Linked DNA regions of Mus musculus: region 2 is linked to region 1. Evidence: chromatin contacts called from public Micro-C data. All regions are on one chromosome and are shown on one strand. Each heading gives the region's core, a stretch centred on a gene start, on an enhancer-like site or on the middle of the called end of the contact. The rest is flanking DNA. Distances are from core to core; before and after follow the strand shown.

Region 1 (6,216 bases), core at 2,323-4,822:
AATTAAGTATTGATTTAAAATAATCTAATAAGAGTGTCATTAATCATCAAAAAGAAAAGTTTCAGGAGCTGTAGAGATGGCTCAGAGGTTAAGAGCACTGACTACTGTTCCAGAGGTCCTGAGTTCAATTCCCAGCAACCACATGGTGGCTCACAACCATCTGTAATGGGATCTGATGTCCTCTTCTGGTGTGTTTGAAGACAGTGATAGTGTACTCATATAAAAGAGATAAATCTTTAAAGAAAGAAAGAAGAAAAGAAAGAAATGTGATGTCTCAATTATTCTCAGCAACACCATCTGTTACCACCTCCGTAGCCCCTGCAATCCACATCATTTATCCTACCCCTATTCCCCCAAAAGACCAATGACCAAAGTACTTTTCTACTCATCCAGGCTCACTTTACTACCTAACTTCCTTATTCAGAGAAGCCCTAAGTCTTTTAACCCTTTTAACATCATACTCCAGAATAAGAATCTTGCTGGGTAGCACACACCTTTAATCCCAATGATCAGGATGCAAAAGCAGGAGGCTCTCTGTGTGAGTTCAAGGCCAGCCTGAGTTATAGAAAGAAATTCTAAATGTTAAGATAAAAAGGAAAATGATTAAGCTGACCCTAAGTATTAATATACTTACTATGGAACCAAAATTGAATCTAATAACATGGACTGGGCTAGTTAAGATTCTAACTTTGTGACATTATACACACCTCCACGAAACAGTGCACCTGAAAGTTTCAGGAATTAAGTTTCAACTTACAAAGAAAAACTAGAGAAAGGATGAGCAATGTCACTAGTGCTTCTTCTGAGTTCTAGTAGCAAAGGTTGTTGTAGCCATTGTTGGTTTTATCAAAACTTTAGTAAGTTAGGAGCCGGGCGTGGTGTTGCACGTCTTTAATCCCAGCTCTTGGGAGTCAGAGGCAGGCGGATTTCTGAGTCTGGTCTACAAAGTGAGTTCCAGGACAGCCAGGGTTATACAGAGAAACCCTGCCTCGAAAAACAAAACAAAACAACCTTACTATGGAAGGTTTTCTCAACTCTTAGGTTCAATCTCACATTTTCTAGTCACCTGGAAGCACTCACTGCCAAAATTGACTCAGACGACTTGCTTCAGAGTAGCTAGCAGGCTGATCACTGTAAGTAAACTGGGTAAAGAGAGGTGGTGGGAAAATGGATCTTATCACAATTATTCTTTAACAGGCCATATATTAATTACTTTATAAATTTTATTTAAGTCTCAAAGCACTCTATAAACCAGGCACTAGTTCATGCCTGTTACATAAGCACTCCAGAAGTCAGGGCAGCAGAATTACTGCAGGGTTAAAGCCAACCTAAGCTATATTGTGAGTCCCATGATGAATGTTAAGGCCCAAAACAAAAACAAAAACAAAACAAAAAAAGCACTCTGTAAACACACTTCACTAGCTAGCTTTGTTTTTACTTTTTCTTTTTAAGAGAGAGATCTAACTATGTCTAAAAATGTAATAATATTCTCTTGCTTAGCCTCCCAAGTGCTTGGATCACAGACCCATTCTCTTATCCCCTAACTTTAAAAACCTTTGTAAATATGAGAAAAATAGAACTAGGTTACAAAAATTAATCTCATGCATTAAGTGGAACAGCTGTAAATCAAAACTATGATCTGTCTTTACTGTCCCTTCCACTATACCATGTAGCAGAACTAGAAAGAATATTAATGATCCATAACTAACTAGTCATGTATTACAGCCTTTACGTTCCCCACCAAAAGGTTATTCAGAACAAGGTGGGAGGAAACACGGTCAGAATACAAGGAAGCACTAGGAACTTCCAGAGGGACTAAAAAAGGTTCTTTATTTAGAATGTCACATAAAAGTAACCTATCTATATACAGCAAGCCCTATTTGCTGTGGTATGTATGTTCCAAGATCCTCGGTGGATGTATGAAACTGCAGACAATGGCAAAGTCTACAATACAGGTACTGGAATACTTAATCAATTGATGATACACCCAAATGGGCTAAGATAACACAAACCCTAACATTAAGACAGAAACTGGGACTAGGATATGGGATATTGTTGTGATAAACAGACCTGACCATGTGTTTTACAGAGGATTGTGGTGAAATTTGAACTTTGGATTGTCCCAGTGTTTCTATTGCTTTGATAAACTCCAGGACCAAAAACAAATAGGGAAGAAAGAATTTATTCCATCTTATGGTCTATCATCTTCAGAAGTCAAGAAAGGTGTTCAAGACAGGAACCTGGAGGAAGGAACTGATGCCACTAAGGAATGCTGCTTACTTTACAGGCTTGTCCCCTATGGCTTGCTCTACTTTCCTATAGCATCCAGGACCACCAAACCAAGACTGGAGCTTCCCACAAGTGAGCTAGGCCCTTCCATATAAACCAATCAATCAATCAATCAATCAATAATAATAATAATAAAATGCATCAGACTTTGTCCAAAGGTCAATTTAGTTGTGCATTTCCTCAGTTGAGGTTCCCTCTTCCTAAGTGACTCTAGTTCATATAAAGCTGACATAAAAGCCGGGCAGTGGTGGTGCATGCCTTTAATCCCAGCACTCGGGAGGCAGAGGCAGGCGGATTTCTGAGTTCGAGGCCAGCCTGGTCTACAGAGTGAGTTCCAGGACAGCCAGGGCTACACAGAGAAACCCTGTCTCGAAAAACCAAAAAAAAAAACTGACATAAAACTAGCCAGCAGAGCCTGGAAAAGCCAATCAGTACTCAGAACTCAAGTGGGCTGTTCTGTAGGAGCTTAGAAGATAAGACTGCTCAAAGTTGTGCAGGCAACAGAAAAGAAACCTTGCTTGTGAAGTTCCAGAGGGAAGTTGAGAGTCCCTTCAAGACTCTATTGGGGCTGGACAAGGTGGCCCATGTCTTTAATCCCAGCACTCAGGAGGCAGAGGCTAGGGCTGGAGGATCTCTGAGTCTGAGACCAGTCTGATATATATATGGCAAGTTCCAAGAAAGTTAGTACTACACAGAAAGCCCCTGACTCTATCAGAGCCATCTGAAATTGAATTAACATCTGTGTTTCTGGTCAACAGGAGCTTTAGAAAGAGCTGTAATTAACAAGAGACCAGACCACTAAAGTGAAAGCCTTTGCTTGGATGATAAATTGATCATGGTCAGCTGAGGGTTAACAGTCAGCAACATTCAGGGGAAATCTTCTGGGAAATGTGCCTCAGAGTCAGCACACAGCTGTGGTCCAGAGGGGGCAAGCATTTACTGTGACTTTCCACCTTCAGTCTTCAGAGGAGTTGGGAGAACTTCACGCTGGCAGTAGAACTTGGTAATTAATGCGTAAGCATTTCCCAGGTGGTACTGGCTTTGAAGACTTGAGGAATCCTGCAGGGTTGAAGTCTGATTGAGGTCTGCCACCATGTGGTAGGACCAGAGTCTCTGAAGAGAGCCCAGGAAAGGTCAGCCCAGCAACAGCAGAGACCCCCAACATTTTGGAGATGTCAGTACCATTGGACAACCACAAGGACAACAGCAGCTGTGGAGTGAAGCCAGCCTGAGCCTAGGAAACAAGCTGCTTGTGTTGCCAACAGCAGAGCTGGAGAAATAAAGCCCTGGAGAGCCCAGAAGATCATTACCAAATCCTCCATGGACTTGGGTTTTGCCTCGACTTTAACTGTGCCCGATTCTTCCCTCTTGGATGAATTATTTAGCTTATTTTTTTACACATACTCACAGTTAAGACATTTTGGAATTTTAGGGAAACTCTACTTTAAAGAAACTTTGGATATTTTTAAAGACATTGAATGTTTAAAGTGTATGAACTTATTTTTATTTTTTTAAAACACTCTGTTTTCTCTATGTATAAACAGGCTGGCCTCAAACTCACAGAGCACATAGATCTGTCTGTCTTTGCTAGGATTAAAGGTATACACCACCACAACCAACTTTATGTTTGGATTAAGGGGTAGAGGGAATGTGGGACTTTTAAAAGTTGGAATATATTTTATTGTAATATTAATATGAAATGTTGGGAGCATATAAGAAAAGTTCTAGTTGAATAACATTTGTGTGTTTAGTTGACAATGGGTCAATTATTATAGCTAGTTTTATGATAAACTGACACAAGCTAAAAGTCATCTGAGAAAATGGAACCTCATCATTAAGAACCCCAGATTGGCCTGTGAAGAAGCCTGTGAGATTTTTTTTCCTTTTTGATTGGTTGGTTGACTGATGTGGGATAACCCATGTCACTGTGGGCAGTGCCAAACCTACTGGGTAGGTAGTTATGTGAGAAAGTAAACTGAGAAGGCCAAAGGAACAAGTCAGCAGCACTCTGTAGCTTCTCCTCCAGTTCCTGCCTCCAGGTCCCTCCTACTTCAGCTTTGCTCAGTGAGGAAGGTAAAATAAACCCTTTCCTATTCAGGGTGCTTTTGGTCATGGTGTTTTATCACAGCAATAGGAATCTTAACTAAGGCATTTGCATGTACGGGGAGGGGGGCAAAAGTACACGAGCAACTAACAAAGGACCAGAGAACTTTAAAAATAAACAGCAGGTGGATTATTTGGTGGAGAAAGATAAAACAAATAAAAATGGTAGTGAAGCTGGGCCTGGAGGAGCAGGCCTGTAATCCCAGTTACTCAGCAGGCTATAGATCACAGGTAAAATGCCAGTCTGGGCAAATAAAAAGATTTTAAAAGGGCTAGGATGTACCTCAGTGGTAATGTGCTTTCCCACAATTTATCAGTCCCTGAATCCAATCATCAGCATTGTAATTCCAGACAGACTGACAGACAAATGGAGATAAGATAGCGTTGAATATCCCATTAGGTTTTGACCCAAGTATGTGCCAAAGAGAAACTGTACAGTGGTCTATCACTGTGACTGAAGCTGTACATACACGAGGCACATGTAAAGATTTACAAGATATGCTTTCAGAGCAAATTACAATATAAACCATTACCAAAGTCCTAGGATAGAAACAGAGGCAAATACAAACCTAGCAAAGACTTTCAAGGCCAACAGCTAGTAGAAATCTGCTTGTACAAGATGAGGAAGAACTTACAGTTATAGTCTCCCTAGGATGACTTGTCTACTAAAAGAATCTTCTAAAGTATCCAAGACAGAATTCAAACTACCAGACACAGCAAAAAACAAATTCTTACCAATTCTCAAAGGAGACCATAAAAGAAGTTCATTTCTAAATATTACAATCATCAAAGAATTGTAGGGGCCAGTGAAATGGCTCAGCAAGGTAAAAGGTACTTGCCTCCACACCTGATGGTGTAAGTTCCATCCCCAGAACTCACATTGTGGATGGAAGCAGAAAACTAGCTCTCACACATTACCACCTTCAGACTTACCTCCCCCAAACACACACACACACACACACACACACACACACACACACAGAGTCTTAAGAAGAGTGACCATCTGAAACTAAGTCAAATAATACAAGGAAGAAACATGGAACTACAGAAAACAGCAGCAAGGGTAAATATCTGGGTAATTATTACAGGCTACATTTCTGTGTTTTTAATCTTTTTAACTTAGCACAATTACTATCTCATTTTTTTCTGAATTCTTAAAAGCATAAAACGTCGAACCAAAAATTGTAAACACATCAAAGGAAGAGTTAAATCTATATAGAGAACAAAGAGAACAAATAAAGATATGAATCCAACCGCATCAAAATTCCATTAAAAGAATAATAAACCAGGGACTGAATGGAGAGATGGCTCAGTTAAGAGCACTAGCACTGACTGTTCTTCCAGAGGTCCTGTGTTCAATTCCCAACAACCACATGGTGGCTCAAAACTATCTGTAATGGGACCCGTTGTTGTCTTATGTGTCTAGAGAGAGTGACAGTGACATTAAATAAATCTTAAAATAATAATAACAATTAACAATAATAACAATAATCATGATGTGCTCCTGTAATCACAGCATAACAAGCAAGAGGAATAGAAGTTCAAAGCCAAACTCAGCTACATGAGACTATCTCAAATCCCTTACTCCAAACTTACAAGAAAATGGGTAAATCTGTTTTGTTTTGAAACATGGTCGGACTTAGCCCCAGCTGGCCTTAAGTGTGCTACTATATATAAAAAAAAATCAAAATTATAAAATTCGAAGAGAAAATATTTATGATCTTGAGTTAGGCAAATAGTTCTTAGAACAATATCCAAAGCACAATCCCTAAGACTAAAGTGATAAAGTTTAATTCATCAAAACTCATGACACTAAGTATATGG
Region 2 (6,618 bases), core at 907-3,406, 110 kb after region 1:
CAGCTGACATGCCCTAAGGATTACCCTTATTCTTATGTCTCTGGGAGAGGAGGAGCTTGGAATCACTGTCTGTATGCTGATGCGGATGGTTTTAATGAGGGTGCAACTGAGCCCTGGAACTGCCTTAGAGCGCCCATCTGGTTGTCAACTTTGAACAAGGCATCATTTACGGCTGAGCTAGTTTGGGAAGGAAGACACACAGGGCGCAATCTTCTGTCTCCTCCCTCCTGTAGGCCCAGAGCGGGTGCCGTCGCTGAGAGACTGTGGAGCAGTAACCTGACAACTAATATAGACTTTGCCTTTAAACGTTTGTCGCATTTCCGTTGTGAGCTGGTGAGGTAAGCGGGCTCTGGGCAGATCTAAGAAGAAAGGAGTAAGAGCCAAAACTTTAGAAGTTTTTGTGCTAGGTACTGTCTAAGAATACTCCATCCTGTAGAATTTGTATCACAGCCCATAGGTGGGAACATTTTGTCTCCATTTTAGGAGTATACAGCCCCTGAGTACTTTATTAAAAATCGGCAGGAAGCAGGATTTGAACCTGTAAGCTTTGACTGACTCATGAATACCTGTACTCCCTTGACTGTGGCTTGTGTAAGCAGTCATTTGATAGAAACATAGCCTAGTGCAGAGCAGACATGGCTGAGAGCCCTCTGTCGTGAGCTCTAAGACACTGGGTAATTGAAGTGGCATTTTGTTTATCTCCAAGCATGTTGGGTTGGTTTGTGTTGTTGTTGTTGTTGTTGTTGTTGTTGTTGTTGTTGTTGTTGTGATAATGGAGGTGTGCTTAGCGGTTCCCTAAAGGTCAGTTCTTAGGGCTTCTGAGCCTTAGCTCGAGGACAGGGTTTAATCCCCAGCTCAGTCCTTTCCACTGCTGTGCTTATTGAATATTAGAAGCAGGAGTGGACATCTGAGTGGGCCAAGAGCATCAGACATCCCTCAGGCTCTGTCCTCTTTTCCAAAGTAACTGAATTCTGGTGGGGGAGTAGAGACCTGCACGATAGAAAGAGTGCCCTCATTGAGAATCTTGGAGGGAGGTCTCCAAGTAACTTGGGTACAGTAATATTTTGAGATTCACTGAAATGGGAAGGAGGCTCTTGGTTATTGTGGAGATGGTGTTGCCATGGTCCAAGGCCAAATAATTCATCTTCCATTTCTTTATGTTCTCTTCCAGGAGAGGAATCCAGGCCCAGCCCATCAGTGTAGGCTACTGTGAGCAGGAGTTTGAGCAGACTTGAGCCACCAGTGCTGAACACCCAGGAGGTTGCTGTCCTTTGAGTCAGCTGCGCTGAGCACCCAGGAGGGTGCTGGCCTTAAGAGAGCAGGTCCCGGGGCAGGGCTAATCTTTCACTGCCTCCCGGCCAGGGGAGAGCACCCCTTGCCCGTGTGCCCCTGTGACTACAGAGAAGGAGGCTGGTGCTGGCACTGGTGTTCAATAAAGATCTATGTGGCATTTTCTCTAATGAGTTTGGGTTGCTTGTGTAAAAAGAAAAAACGAATGAATGGCCCTCAGGTCACCACCGGTTACACTCAGGACCCTCTCCTGGATTGTACAGGTTAAAGGCAGTGAGTGCTTCACCAGTTCTCCCACATGTCTGTCCTCAGAAAGGACACTTCATTTTGTGTCCCTTCCAAGGCTTCTGTCTGTGGAAGAAGATGCTGTGGGAGCTTAGGGGAGCTCCAGACTCAGCCTGGTCCCAGTGGTCACTTCCCTTGAGCCTCTGCTCCACTCTCCTCCTGGGTTCTTAAATTTCCTTGACCCCGCTATTTGTGTACTGTTGAGCAGATACTGTGGTTCAGGCACCGGGATAAAGTCTTTTGATTTTATCACATGAGGCAAGAATTTCATGTGAGCCAGGCTAGCCTTGAACTTGATGTATATATTGGCCTTGAAATTTCTGAGCCTTCTGCCTCCCAAATTCTGAGATTACCACACACCAGCAGTCACAGCAAGGTGTTGAATTTGAAGGACCTGTTTCTGAGGGGTCTGGACAAATCCAAAGTAGTGCAGCCGGTTTCCCACTCCTCCCTCCCGGTTGTCAGCCCATAGCATCTTGTGAATGACACAGCTGATTTGGAAAGTGAAGCCCTGGGGACTGAGCCCCGGATGAGGGTGTGACCTGGTATCCTCTAAGATGAACTGTCTTAGAGAACTGTCAAGCTGTGGATGCAGCCTGCCCCCTGCTGGTTGCAGGTCCCTTAGCCTGGTCTGCAGAGGCAAGGAAGAGGTTCCAGGTATCAGCTTACAGCATTCTGGGTACTGAAGCTTTTGAAAGGCAGGGCCAGATATCTTGGTCCTTAACTGCTACTCTTCAGTCCCTCAGGCAGGTTCTTTGGGGACCGGATTGGCCATTATGATTTGCCTCTGTCGTGCCATTTCTACAGGAATAGAGTGACTACCTTCTGCTAGAGCAAAATTCTTAAGGAATTTAAGTCCCACCTAGCCAAGCCCGAGTTCTAGCCTGGAACCATAATCTAAGCCTTTACCTCTACATCAAAAGAATTCTTTCATCTGTTATTCAGAAGCCTGAGGGTGCTTGCTAGTGAGGACTCTGCAGAAATGGACCAATACTGGCAGGAATGAAAGTTATATAGATACTTGACACCCTCTCTGAGTATCCCCCCTTTCCATACTTTAGACTTTATGTGTCTGAGTGTTTTGCTCACATGTATATCTGAATCCTGTGTTCTGGAACTGGAGTGATGGACAATTATGAATCAACTATAGCAACTATGCGAGTCTTCTTTGAGGACAGGAGTTTTCTTAACCTGGAGCCACCTCTACGCCCCACCCCACTACACACACACACACACACACACATCTTTTTTTTTTTTTTTTTTTTTTTTTTTTTTTTTTTTGCTTTTCTAAGTCAAAAGTCTCAGCATGTAGCCTTGGCTGGCTTGGACCTCATAGAAATCTGTCTCTGTCTCCTGAATGCTGTGATTAAATGTGTGCCTCACCCATCCCACCCACCCCTAGCCAGGTATCGGTTTCTTGAGACAATTCACCCCAAACTGGGAGCCCTCCATGTGCCATGCTGGAAGGACAGCTGAGGCCTCTTTGTTGCACACTGAATAAATCTGTGATTTACTGCTGTTTGACTGAGCCCTGTTAGTCTGCCAGCCCCCAGACTCTTCACCTGACAACTATAACAGAAACATTGTCGATAGACTTTAAATGCCCCTGACCTCTCCCAGGACATCTTGGGCGTTCCCAATGTTCAGGAAAAGAGCAAGCACTGATCTGAGTCAGTGAGGGAAGAAGCCACAAAAATAGGTCTTAGAACTAAGTTTCTGTGACTATACTCAACGAAACATTTTCTTTCTTTTTTTTTTTTTTCCAGAGCTGAGGACCCGAACCCAGGGCCTTGAGCTTGTTAGGCAAGTGCTCTACCACTGAGCCAAATCCCCAGCCCCGAAACATTTTCTGTAATGTTATTACCATTTTTTTTTTTTAAAAATGGTAGTAACCTGGTCAAGACAAGACAGCAAGTGCTTTTCTCCAGCCACCCACCGATGTTTGTGTTCTGTGACCATGAGGTCATTAACCTGAAGACTGTCAGATCTCAAACTGCCCATAGGCCAGGAACAAGGTTCACAGCCAGGCACCCAATGTGTACAGTGCACAGAATCAGGCTTGCTAGGGTTCTCGATGCACCACCAGGGGGCAGAGAAGTACCCATTTTGCCCCTGGCGCTCCTCTGAATAGGAGGAAGTGCAGGACCCATAGGAATTAAAAGGAAGCAGAGCGTGTGTGGCCCCCCTTTCCTTGACATGAGCGGATGCTGAGTGGCCAGCAGTACACCTTCCAAGACTATGATTAACTGGTGTCCCCGATGACTTCAAGTGCACATCAATGGATGGTTGTAGGGATAACACATCAGGGCTTAGGGGTCCAGGTGCCACTACGGCACTAAGAATGCTGTGGTGGTGTCGGGGAACTTCGGGACCATTGAAGTGAGGAAGGTCAATAACTGGGAAGGTAAGGATAATGTGTTCTATGTTCATATGAGACATGTGAGTCCCCATCTAATATCCCTAACACCGATGAGGTCTGTCCACGTAATTCTTATCAGTACCTTGTGAGGTTAACCTGACCCATAATCTAGATTCAGGGTCTGATGACCTGGCATGATGAGTGTGTGTTTGTTTGTTCTACTCTGAAAATAAGAATTAGGAGCTTTGTTAAGTAAAATTGTTTTCCTTTACTAATAAACTCTAAAAGGTTGAAAATTAGCATCCTTTTCTATACTGCTATTAACACAGGATTATAATATCTCAACAATTATTTGCTTCCATTCATGGTAACCAGTTGAACCCAAGAGTTTATGCCTATTAAGTGCTCTGCCACCAAGCTACATCCGCAGCCCAGGATAGATAGCTTTAAGAAGAAGAAACACAGGACTGTTGAGATGGCTCACCAGGTAAAGGTGCTGAGCCCAAGTTGTTCCTTGACTTCTTATAAGTTCTGTGGATCATGAGCATGCATGCATGCACATACATGTGTACAACACACAATGCCATAAACTTTAAAAAAATAGGTATGTCTTTCAATCCTATTCCCTTCTCCAAAGTTACCTTCCATAATTTAATTTAAATCACATTTTTCTACAGTGTCTGATACTTAATTGTGATTTATTTCCTTTTTTTTTAATTTAAGCTGGGTGGTGCACACCTTTAATCCCCATGCTTGGGAGGCAGAGACAGGCAGATCTCTGAATTCCAAGTCAGCCTGGTCTACAGAGGAAGTTCCAGGACAGCCTGGGCTACACAAAGAAAACATGTCTCAAAAAAGAAATTTTTTTTTAATTTGAGACAAGATGTGATATAACCTAGGCTACCCTTAATTCACTATTTGAAATCCTGACTTCATCCCTGAATATTTCGAGTGCTGGGATTACAGGCATGCATCACCACATCCATCTATTAATAAATTGCCTATGGATCACTTTATTGCAGTTTACAGGAGGGGTGCTTAGAAACTACAGAAGGGTATAAAAGAGGAGGCAGAGCTGTTGACAGGCAGACACTGAAGGAAGGTAGAGTGTGTTCCACTTGGCTAAATGTGAGAATGAGAGCGGGTAGTCAGTTACCTGAATACTCTATCCTAATAAAGGATTGTTGGATGGAGAAATTTGGAGGGCACTGCTGATGTTTATCTAGTCTCTGTAAGTCAGAATTCTTGGACAGTCAGCTGGGCAACAAAGTGCTTTGTCGCTCCTCTGTGTTGGCCATGTCAAATGTGTAGAGTACTCGGCAATGATATTGGGTTTAGGATGTAACTTAGTGGTAGGGCACTTGCCTGGTGTGTAGGTAGGAGAGGCCCACCCACCACTCCATCCCATGTCATCCCGTTTTTGGTGTTGGCGTCACCATTATCTTCACTGGGCTCCTTACTTTTCCTCTTAGGGTTAACAGCCTGACAAAAGTATCCTATGGAAGGAAGGGGTGTTGTGGCGCATAGTTTGAGGTTACAGTTTATTGTGGTGAGGAAGTCACATTTGTAGAAACTTGAGGCAGCTGGCCACATTGCATTTGCAATGAGGATGCTAAGAGGGAGAATGCTAGTAGTGCTTAGCTTGCTTTCAAGTTTATGGGGCCCAGGGCTTCAGCCCTCCAAATGATGGCACCTACGTTTATGGTGGATCTTCCCACTGCAATTGACCTAACCAAGGTGTCCTTCACAGATGTTCCCAGAAGCTAATGCAGGCTAGATAATCACCGACACATACACCCAGGGCTGGGTTTAGATCCTGCCAAGTCGACAACCATCACAGGGACAGATAGAAAGGTTTTGTGGCTCAGTATGATTATACAGATAGTTGGAGTCTGAATTTGCTTAGAGAATGAAGCTCCAAGCTCAACCCTACCTTTTGCTATGCCACCACTGGCCACTACATTAGATGTCTTCTTTTTTGGACACACACACGACACACTCATGATGCCGGTTAGTCTGTTAGATCTTGGTTTGAGCCAAGTTTTCTGTTCATCCATGACAGGGTCTCATGGATCCCAGAATGCTCTCAAACTCACTATGCAGCAGAGGAGCCCTTTGAACTTCTGGTCCTCTGTATCTTGTATGCTGGGATCCCAGTTGTGAACCACCATGCTCAGTTTGTGCAACTCTAGGGAGTTGAATGTATGGCATTTTACCAAGTTAACCCCTAGCTTCCCTCAACCACCACACACATCCCATCTTTCTCTAATGGAGTTAAAGGCTCTCAGCTCAGGTTTTCTTGTTGGCACTAACTTGTTTTCACTTTTCCCTTCCCATCATGCCCAGGACACTGTAGTTTGGTTTTAGCCCCATCCAGAGCCTTTCTAAGCAAGACTGGGATGAGCTGCATGTTAAAGCCAGGACACATTGAAGTAGTAAGCTATGTATCCTGTGACCTGGTTCTGAACTTTGAATCTTTTTACTTCTCCCTCTTGAAAATCTCCCTTGCCAGATTTCTGTGAAATTCTTCCTGCCGCCCTCCAGCAAGCACTCTTTAGCTATGTCCACCCAACAATGCTGGAACTGGGAGCTGGGGGCTGGGGGCTGGGGGCTGGGGGCTGGGAGCTGGGAGCTGGGAGCCTTCCTCCCTCTGCCCCTCCCTCCTCACTTTCCTCCCTCTTTCC

Evidence for each region. Hi-C and Micro-C count contacts between places; a contact is called where the count stands out from the background.
Region 2: a contact with region 1 is called in a Micro-C map of B cells, with 2.7 times the contacts expected there. The contact joins two enhancer-like sites. A contact is called at or near these places in 2 of 39 promoter capture datasets (the C10 cell line and neutrophils), 1 of 15 datasets of contacts at CTCF or cohesin (the NIH/3T3 cell line), 4 of 484 Hi-C or Micro-C datasets (B cells, nephron progenitors, stem cell-derived primordial germ cell-like cells and 1 more), 1 of 115 datasets of contacts at active chromatin or transcription factors (double positive thymocytes) and 3 of 9 other capture datasets (adipose tissue, embryonic stem cells and liver).

Annotation. Positions count from the first base shown.
Region 1 is chr9:59,455,764-59,461,979 of GRCm38.p6, forward strand. The region is part of intron 1 of Arih1 (ariadne RBR E3 ubiquitin protein ligase 1); the gene reads right to left. Among named protein-coding and RNA genes, the nearest start is that of Gm20199, 23 kb to the right of the region's middle. Within about 2 kb of position 3,573, at least 35 of the 459 cell types and tissues checked have an H3K27ac peak or open chromatin away from gene starts, as enhancers often do. A contact at or near this core is called in B cells, where this site is marked.
Region 2 is chr9:59,563,650-59,570,267 of GRCm38.p6, forward strand. It overlaps Hexa (hexosaminidase A), which reads left to right. Exons shown (of 14, transcript NM_010421.5): 13 at 234-338; 14 at 1,172-1,460. The coding sequence ends at 1,235. Among named protein-coding and RNA genes, the nearest start is that of Celf6, 11 kb to the right of the region's middle. Within about 2 kb of position 2,157, at least 26 of the 459 cell types and tissues checked have an H3K27ac peak or open chromatin away from gene starts, as enhancers often do. A contact at or near this core is called in B cells, where this site is marked.